Linked DNA regions of Ovis aries: region 2 is linked to region 1. The links are chromatin contacts, called in public Hi-C maps. All regions are on one chromosome and are shown on one strand. The core of a region is the stretch at or near the end of the contact, and the rest is flanking DNA. Distances in the headings are between cores, read along the strand shown.

The links. A called contact is a pair of places that touch in the nucleus more often than the background predicts.
Region 2: a contact with region 1 is called in a Hi-C map of retroperitoneal adipose tissue, with 3 times the contacts expected there. The contact joins two enhancer-like sites. A contact is called at or near these places in 10 of 16 Hi-C or Micro-C datasets (blood, hypothalamus, liver and 5 more).

What each region holds. Positions count from the first base shown.
Region 1 is chrX:37,094,746-37,098,393 of ARS-UI_Ramb_v3.0, forward strand. No RefSeq gene overlaps it. Among named protein-coding and RNA genes, the nearest start is that of CYBB, 19 kb to the right of the region's middle. Within about 2 kb of position 1,671, at least 8 of the 54 cell types and tissues checked have an H3K27ac peak or open chromatin away from gene starts, as enhancers often do.
Region 2 is chrX:37,175,700-37,179,749 of ARS-UI_Ramb_v3.0, forward strand. All of the region lies in intron 3 of LOC121818383 (a long non-coding RNA gene), which reads left to right. Among named protein-coding and RNA genes, the nearest start is that of DYNLT3, 21 kb to the right of the region's middle. Within about 2 kb of position 1,527, at least 1 of the 54 cell types and tissues checked has an H3K27ac peak or open chromatin away from gene starts, as enhancers often do.

The sequences.
Region 1 (3,648 bases), core at 421-2,920:
TACAATATTTTAAAAGTAAATGTGTGTGCCAGAAGACCATTCAGTTGGGTTAGCTATCAATCATTAAGCCTCCTACTCCCAACAGAATTGAATCCGTCTCTGTGGAGTCCAAGTCCTTGCTTCAGGCTCTTTTGAATTCTAAACACTTCCATTAACCTAGTTTGATTTATTGTGAAATGCTTCCACCCTCACTCCTTAGCCTTACTCACTACTGCCTTTTAATTCCTTCTGTCCATTACCTATACCTGCACTATGTACAGCATGGCCTAGTGAGATTATATATTGTTTCCTTTAAACCACACACATACACATTTTTGTCTTGAGATGAGAACTCAGGATTCGCTTTGTTTTTTGTTGATGTATATTTTTAGTTGTACTCAATCTTTGTTGCTGTGTGGGCTTTCTCTAGTTGCAGTGAGCAGGGGCTACTCTTCGTTGCAATGCACAGGCTTCTCTTTGCAGTGGCTTCTCTTGTTACAGAGCACAAGCTCTAGGCACATAGGCTTCAGTAGTTGTGGCCCACAGGCTTAGTTGATCCACAGTGTGTGGGATCTTCTCAGACCAGGAATCAAACCCATATCCCCTGCATTGGCAGGCAGAATCTTATCCACTGTACCACCAGGGAAGTCCTATATATTGTTTTCTGATTGTGTCCTCTGTGTATATTTTATTTCCCCAAACTGACTGTGAACTCCTGGAGGGCAGAGACTGTACAGATGGCAGAGACTGTATCAGACTCACAGCCCCCACAGTGTTAGCACAGTAGGGTGCACAGAGAAGGGGCTCAGTCAATATTTGTGGATTGATTCCCTTGGGGAAAAAATAAATGATCTCTGTTTGCTTACTTTTCAAATCTTTGAAACTTAAATTCAGTCTCTGGCTTCCTTTATTTGTCAAATATACACTGGGCTCTGTGCTAAACTGCGTAGGTTGAAACTTTAGTACTGCCAGTTCCTAGCTTTGGGCTAGGTGCATTCACCCTCTGTGCCTCAGTTTCCACAAATGTAAAATGGGGATATAATTGTGTTATCTCACAAGATTGGTGTGAGGAGTATAAATGGGATAATATACACTGAAGAATTAGACTAGTGCCTGGCATGTTGTAAGCATTCAATAAATTCCAGCTATAAAAAATGGATGCACGTTTACCTTATAATCCCACTTCTCCTACCCTCTAGCTTGAATACCCCAAGCACACATTTACATGCACATGACAAAACATAATATTTAAAATATTTTAAATTTTCTATCCATTCACCCATTTCCTCACATTTTTCAAACACTGTTTGTTATGTCATTTCCCAAGAAACCCCTTGATGGTCAGGCTTTCCAGATGGCGCTAGCGATAAAAACAAAACAAAACAAAACAAATCCCTCCTGCCAGTGCAGGAGACATAAGACACCCAGATTCGATCCCTGGATTGGGAAGGTCCCCTGGAGGAAGGCATGGCAACACACTCCAGAATTCTTGCCTGGAGAATTCCATGGACAGAGGCGCCTGACAGGCTACAGTCCATGGGGTCACAAAGAGTTGGCTACAAATGAAGCAACTTCATAGGCACTTCAATGGTCACATGATCCTGGCCACCAGGTGGCGGTGTTGTTCAGTCGGGTGCAGTATGTTAGCAGTTGCCTTACACTAGGGCTTGGCCTGAACTTCCACTGCTGTTTCAGAAATAGCACAAGTTACTTTTCTTGTCCTGTGACTAGCTGTTTTTTCCTTCTGCTTCTGTTCCTATCTACTTCTTGACTCACCTCCATTACACATTTCACCACCTCCTCAAATGACCCACCTCCATTACATATCTAACCACCTCCTCAAATATGCACTGTGTAACTGTGGCCTCATAGAAATCTGATTGAAATTTCCATACCACCCAGCAAGGTGTTGACCAGAAATGAAAAAAGTGAAAGTGTTAGTCGCTCAGTCATGTCCAACTCTTTGTGACCCCGTGGCCTGTAGCCCGCCAGGCTCCTCTGTCCATGGGATTATCCAGGCAACAATACTGGGATGGATATAATGTTTTTTTAAAAGAGCCACCTTGAACATTCTGGAAATTAAAGGTTAAATCACTAAATACCTGCAGTAAATCACTAACAGGGCAGAAAAGGCAAATGCCCCGCTGGTCTCTCCATGCCAATCTCCCCCCTCCTCTGCACTCCAAGCCCACAGCTGGGCCATGGGGACCAATCCTCACATTCAGTGGCCACCCGGACACTCTCCGTGGCTTCAGAGTCCTTCCCAGGATGACTTTCCTTGAAGCTTCCGGTAACCAACAGGCCAACAAGCCAAACCCGTGTTTGCCAGATAGAGCAAGCTTGTGGGTTCAGGTGCAGTGTATGTGCAGTTCCCAAGCCCCACACCTGCATTCAGCTGCTTCCCAGAACCACCGCCTAGGCCCCTGCACCATTTCCTCCTCCCTAGTATGATGGCAATAGCCAGGCATCTAGTAACAGCTGCCGCCTCCAGTGAGCCCGTCCTGTGTGCTCAGTGATTCACAGGCGTTAACTCACTTCGCCTTCAGAACAGAGCTGAACTGTGGTGGTGACACTTGTGGACACTATGGCTGAGGTTCAAAAATCAAAGTCACGCAGCCCAGAAATGGAAGAGCTGGGGTTGAGTCCAGGTCACTGACTTGAAAACCTTCCCTCTTACCCACCCACTCCCTGGAGGTCCCATAGGACATCACATGTTCTTGCTTCAGCAGCTAAAAGTGGAACAAGGCCGCCACCCTCACACCCACCCCACACCCACAATTCCCAGCTGTCCCTCCCCCTCCCTACCCACAGCTCACAACTCTGCAGAAAAATCAGATCTGGCAACTCGACCTGCCACTTTAGAAAGGCTGTGGTCTGTGGTCTTTCCCTCTGGGGCCCTGGTACCAGTGAGCTAGGAAGGTGCCCTGTGATACCCAGATGGGCAGGGCGGCCTTGTGGCAACGATAGTTGGGCACATGGAGAGGGAGCAGACACTGTCTGCAGGGCTGAAGAAAGGTCCTGAATTTGGGAAGAAGAGAGGATGAACTTAGGAAGGATGGGAACACAAAGGTTGACCTACGGGGACCCCTGTCCTCTGACTCAGAGCTGAGGTGCAGCTTCTCCGGGTCATCAGGAATTCTTCCACACCCTGCAGAGGGGCAGCTCCCGCATGGAGAACTTCTCCAACATGAGGGAAGGGCTCAGCACCTCCCTAGCCGGGGCAGGATACACGGATAAACCATTCCTAGGTCACGAGCTTCCTACGGAGCCAGGCCTGGAGTCTCTCTGGAGCGCTGGTGGTGGGGTCCACCTTCCTGTTGCCGCATTGTGTGCTGCATTCCCAGCCCCATGCTGCTGCAGAGAAGGAGTAGGTGGCCGTGACAGTGTGGGTTCACTACACGGTGGATTGTGTTGGCCTGAAAAATGAGTCATCATGGAAACCATGGAGGGCTGCCCTGGAAGGGCCCTGCTACCCTCATGTTTCCACCCATGTCTCATGTAAGGCAGTTTCCAGAATTCTTCCACCTGTAGCTATAAACCACTAATGGATCCCAAAATCAGTTTCATGTGTCACAACCAGAATTTTGTTTACAAAATAAAATAGGCTAGAGTTGAATACAAGGGAAAATATCAGAATGCCTAGAACATATCAAATCAGTTATTCTTTGG
Region 2 (4,050 bases), core at 277-2,776, 81 kb after region 1:
ACTCAGAGGCCTGGGAAATGCGAATTCCAGTGTGTTAGGTTTAGAGGTTGACTTATTCTAACCATCTGAACAAATTACAAATGTTTTGGGAAAAGCTGGAAATCTCTGACTGCCGGGGTCCAGCCCCAGTGGATCCAGGGAATTTGAAGGGTGGACGGCGTCGGCATGGAAAGACTTGTTTATTTATTAATGAAAGATTAGATTAAGAAACTATAGTGTAGTAAGATTAAGTGGAGGAAGAGGGCTGAATAGCTTGGTTTACGCGGAAGGCCAATAAAATTCCAGACAAGGAATTTGCACCATCTACGTTGGGCCACCGGTGCCCGCTTGAATATCTAAGGGTGCCTCGCCTTAAGCTCCCTTTCTCGCGGGTCTTAACAGCCGGGGCAAGTAAGTAGACCTGGTGAGCCTCCGCGCTCCAGGTGGAAATTCAACCCGAAATTAAAGTAAAGAGCAGAGAGAGGGAAAGAGAGAGGAGAAGAAAGAGAGAGAGAGACACGGGGGGAGCCAGAGTGCCAAGAAACCAGGCCGGGAGACTAGTTAGAGAAGCTGGTCCAAGAAGCTGGCCCCGGGCCCCAGAAGCTGGCCCCGGGCCCCCGGTCCCTGGCCCCAGGAAGCTGGCCCCATCCTTTATTGTTCAGAAGGCCTTTTATACTTTTGATAAAACACAGAGATCAATGGGTAACACAAGATTATGTAGTGTTCGCAGCTCAGGCTCTTTCTATACATCATTTGGTATACAAAAGGTCTCAGGTGATTTACATTATCTTCTGGCCAAGAGGCTTGTTAACACTTTTTGGCTCTCTTCCTTAATGAATGTTAATCTTGTTTCCCCTGAAGTGTTTTTTCTTTAATCTACATCTCCTTAAAGCATTAACATTAAAGTTACATCTCTATAGAACAAAGGTGCAGTGGGATATAACAAAGAAGGTACTTAACTCAAAGATCTAATGTTGCTAACACAAGGTCTACTACTTGTTTTTCTAACTATATCTACAACTAAAGGATGTGAAAATTTGGCAGCAAATATTGATTCAACAAATGAAACCTTTAATCAGTCCTATTCTAAAGATTTTGACTCCTCGGAAGCTCCTACATTCCTAGGATGTTTTAAGCTTCCTGTGCCTCCTGCGGTCAGGAGGCCTCAAACAATCACACGCGCAGCTGTAGGAGTCCTGCAGGCAGGCTAGAAAGCCATCAGAGGGTTTTTTGGATTGAAACACTCTTTTAAATGCAGAAGACTAAAGCCCTGAATTGACTTTTTCCAGCAAATATCAGAAGAGTGGAAAAGCAGAGCACAAAAGCCGGCAGATTTTTGTTGGGGTACATGCTTAGGAATTTCCAGAGGGGTCCCTGAAGTCTGAGCACGCCTTGCGTATGTCAGCTTCCTTCCTCATGACCTTGTCACGGGCGGGATTCCTCACACTGGCTCCCGGCATCTGACTATCCATCTTGGATAAGTGATCAAAGGCAGCAGGGAGCCATGGTTTTTCATCTCCGGGAGAACAGACTTTGGAGCTTAGACTTCAGGACACACTCAATGGCATCCTTCTGTCCCCTGGTGGCAGCACAGCTAAACTGCACAGGGAGACAGATGCCTTGAAGAAAAAGAAAAGGCAAAACAAAGATGTCAAGCAAAGGTTGCCGCTTTCAAAGCCTGTGCCCACCAGAAGTATGTGCACATGGGTGTGTTTGCCTGGGAGAAAGATCTCTAAGTGTTTATCCTTTCTGAAATCTGATCATGCTTCCTTACTCAGGTGACTCCAGCATCCCAGGGGACTAGTTTTCACAAAATACATTACCTCAAACAGCTAGGTTTGGACATAAAACACACCCCTTAATCCAGGCCCTGGACAACCTCCTCTCATAACCATCTGCCAAACATGTTTGTAGAGAGGATTTCTCTTGTGGCTGGGAGGTTGACAAAGGCAACCTCAAAGTTCCCTCCAGCTCTAGGCTTCAATGACTTCACAGTGAGCCCTTGTCACTTCATTCCTTTGACTGGAGTGGGAGTCTGGCCAGCCCTAAGCTTCCTGCTTCAGACTCTCACTTGCTGGAGGCATCTGCATTCCCCTTGAAATCGTCGCTGCTTGCATCTTACTTCTGCCTAGCAACATGCTCCTTTTTACAATTTTTAAAATTTTTTGGCCACACCATGTGGCATTTGGGATCCTAGTTCCCTGACCAGGAATGGAACCCACACCCCCTGCGGTAGAAGCAGAGTCTTAACCACTGGACTGTCAGGGAAGTCCCTAAGCAACACATTTCTTATTCTTGATTTTGTGTAACTAGAGAACGTATCTTTAAACTGTGTTGTGAATGTAGTGGGCTCCCAAAGTTAGCGGTTCTCTCTAACATGCATATGGATCGCCAGAAGAGAATGTTGTAAATGGAGAATTTCAATTCTTCCCCATGTCACTCTCTACCTCTGATTCAGCACATCAAGCAGGGAGCCTGGGTATTTTCCTTTTAGCTGTCACTTCCAGTCTTTCCACTGTAGGTGGTCTATGGACGACCTTTGGGAGATACTGGAAAAAATGGTAACAAGAGAACAGAGTTCTAAGGCCCCTCCTCTGACACTGCCCTGAACCATTAAAAGGAAAGCATCAAGCAGTTTGTAAATATCATACGTAGAATTGGATTTTCTCAGAAGATATGTCCTGTAGGCTGACGTGGAGAAGAATATGATCCAGTGTTGCCAAGGCTACTGGCCTCAGCCGCTGATCACTCTCCTGTCTTTCTGGCTTCTGGGTCATGGCCAGCTTTAAGCCAAACTTCCTGCTTGAACCTGCTCCCTTGCTTGGTGCCAGTCTTGGCTGGATTTTCTGTTTATCCCATCTTAATTCTGTAAAGTCCTATAACATACTATGAAGGGAAAAATTACCAGAGAAGCTTCTGGACAGATGCAAACAGTTGATTTAGCATCGAATATATATTAGATGAACAGACTGTTGCTTTGGATTTTTTATTCTGTGATACTAAAGGCCCTAACCTTCCCTCTTCACTTTATAGATGAATAAAGTACTGTTTAGAAAGATGAAATGATTACTTCAAGATCATGTAGGCAACTGGAGTTAGAGCCAAAACTAAAATGGAGGCTTGTTACTCCCAGTCAAGTGCCATTGTTGACTCTAGAGAGGCAAAGCTACAGGCCTTAATGAAGCTGATCCCAGTGAGTGGTGCTCTGTGCGACTTTTTTTTTTTTTTAATGTTAATCGTAACTCATTTTATTTTATTTTTGGCTGTGCTCAGTCTTCGTGGCTGCACAGTCTTTTTTCTAGTTGCAGCAAGCGGGGGCTCCTCTTCATTGGGGTGCACGGGCTCTCACTGCAGTGGCCTCTCCTGTGAAGCACAGTCTCTAGGCCATGTGCGCTTCAGTAGTCGTGGCTCACAGACTCCAGGGCACAGCCTCAGTAGTTATGGTGCATGGGCTTAGTTGCCCTGCAGCATCTGGGATCTTCCTGGATCAAGGATCAAACCTGTGTCCCTTGCATTGGCAGGCAGATTCTTAACCACTGAAATAATAGGGAAATCCACTCTATATGATTTTAGATACTTTAACAAACCTTATTCAGCTCAACCAGTGAGAAACCAAATCCCATGGCATCCTTAGATTTTCTCTCGTCTTGGCTCCCTAGACCTACCAGTCATGAGTTCCAGATAATTCAGGCTCCACTATATTTCTTACATTTACACATTTCCTTCCTACTTCCACAGCACTTGCTGTCTTGAACACTTGCTGTTCAGGACAGTCATCCAGAAGAAAACCTACGGCAAGTTCTCTGCAGCACACACGCACACACACACAAATACACATAATCATAAATAAAGAGCTGGGCAGGTGTGACACCCTGAGCATGACAAAAAGAGCAGGCCCAGTGTGTATGATTTTGTTCTTTGTTGGGGGAGCTATACTGTGATTCACAATGAATTCCATTTTAGAATGGATCTTTTTAAGACTTGGCACAGCATCTCTTTACCTATATGTGTATATGTTGTATATTTATACATGGCAGAGGGAATTCTTTCCCATGTACAGATATATGTGCT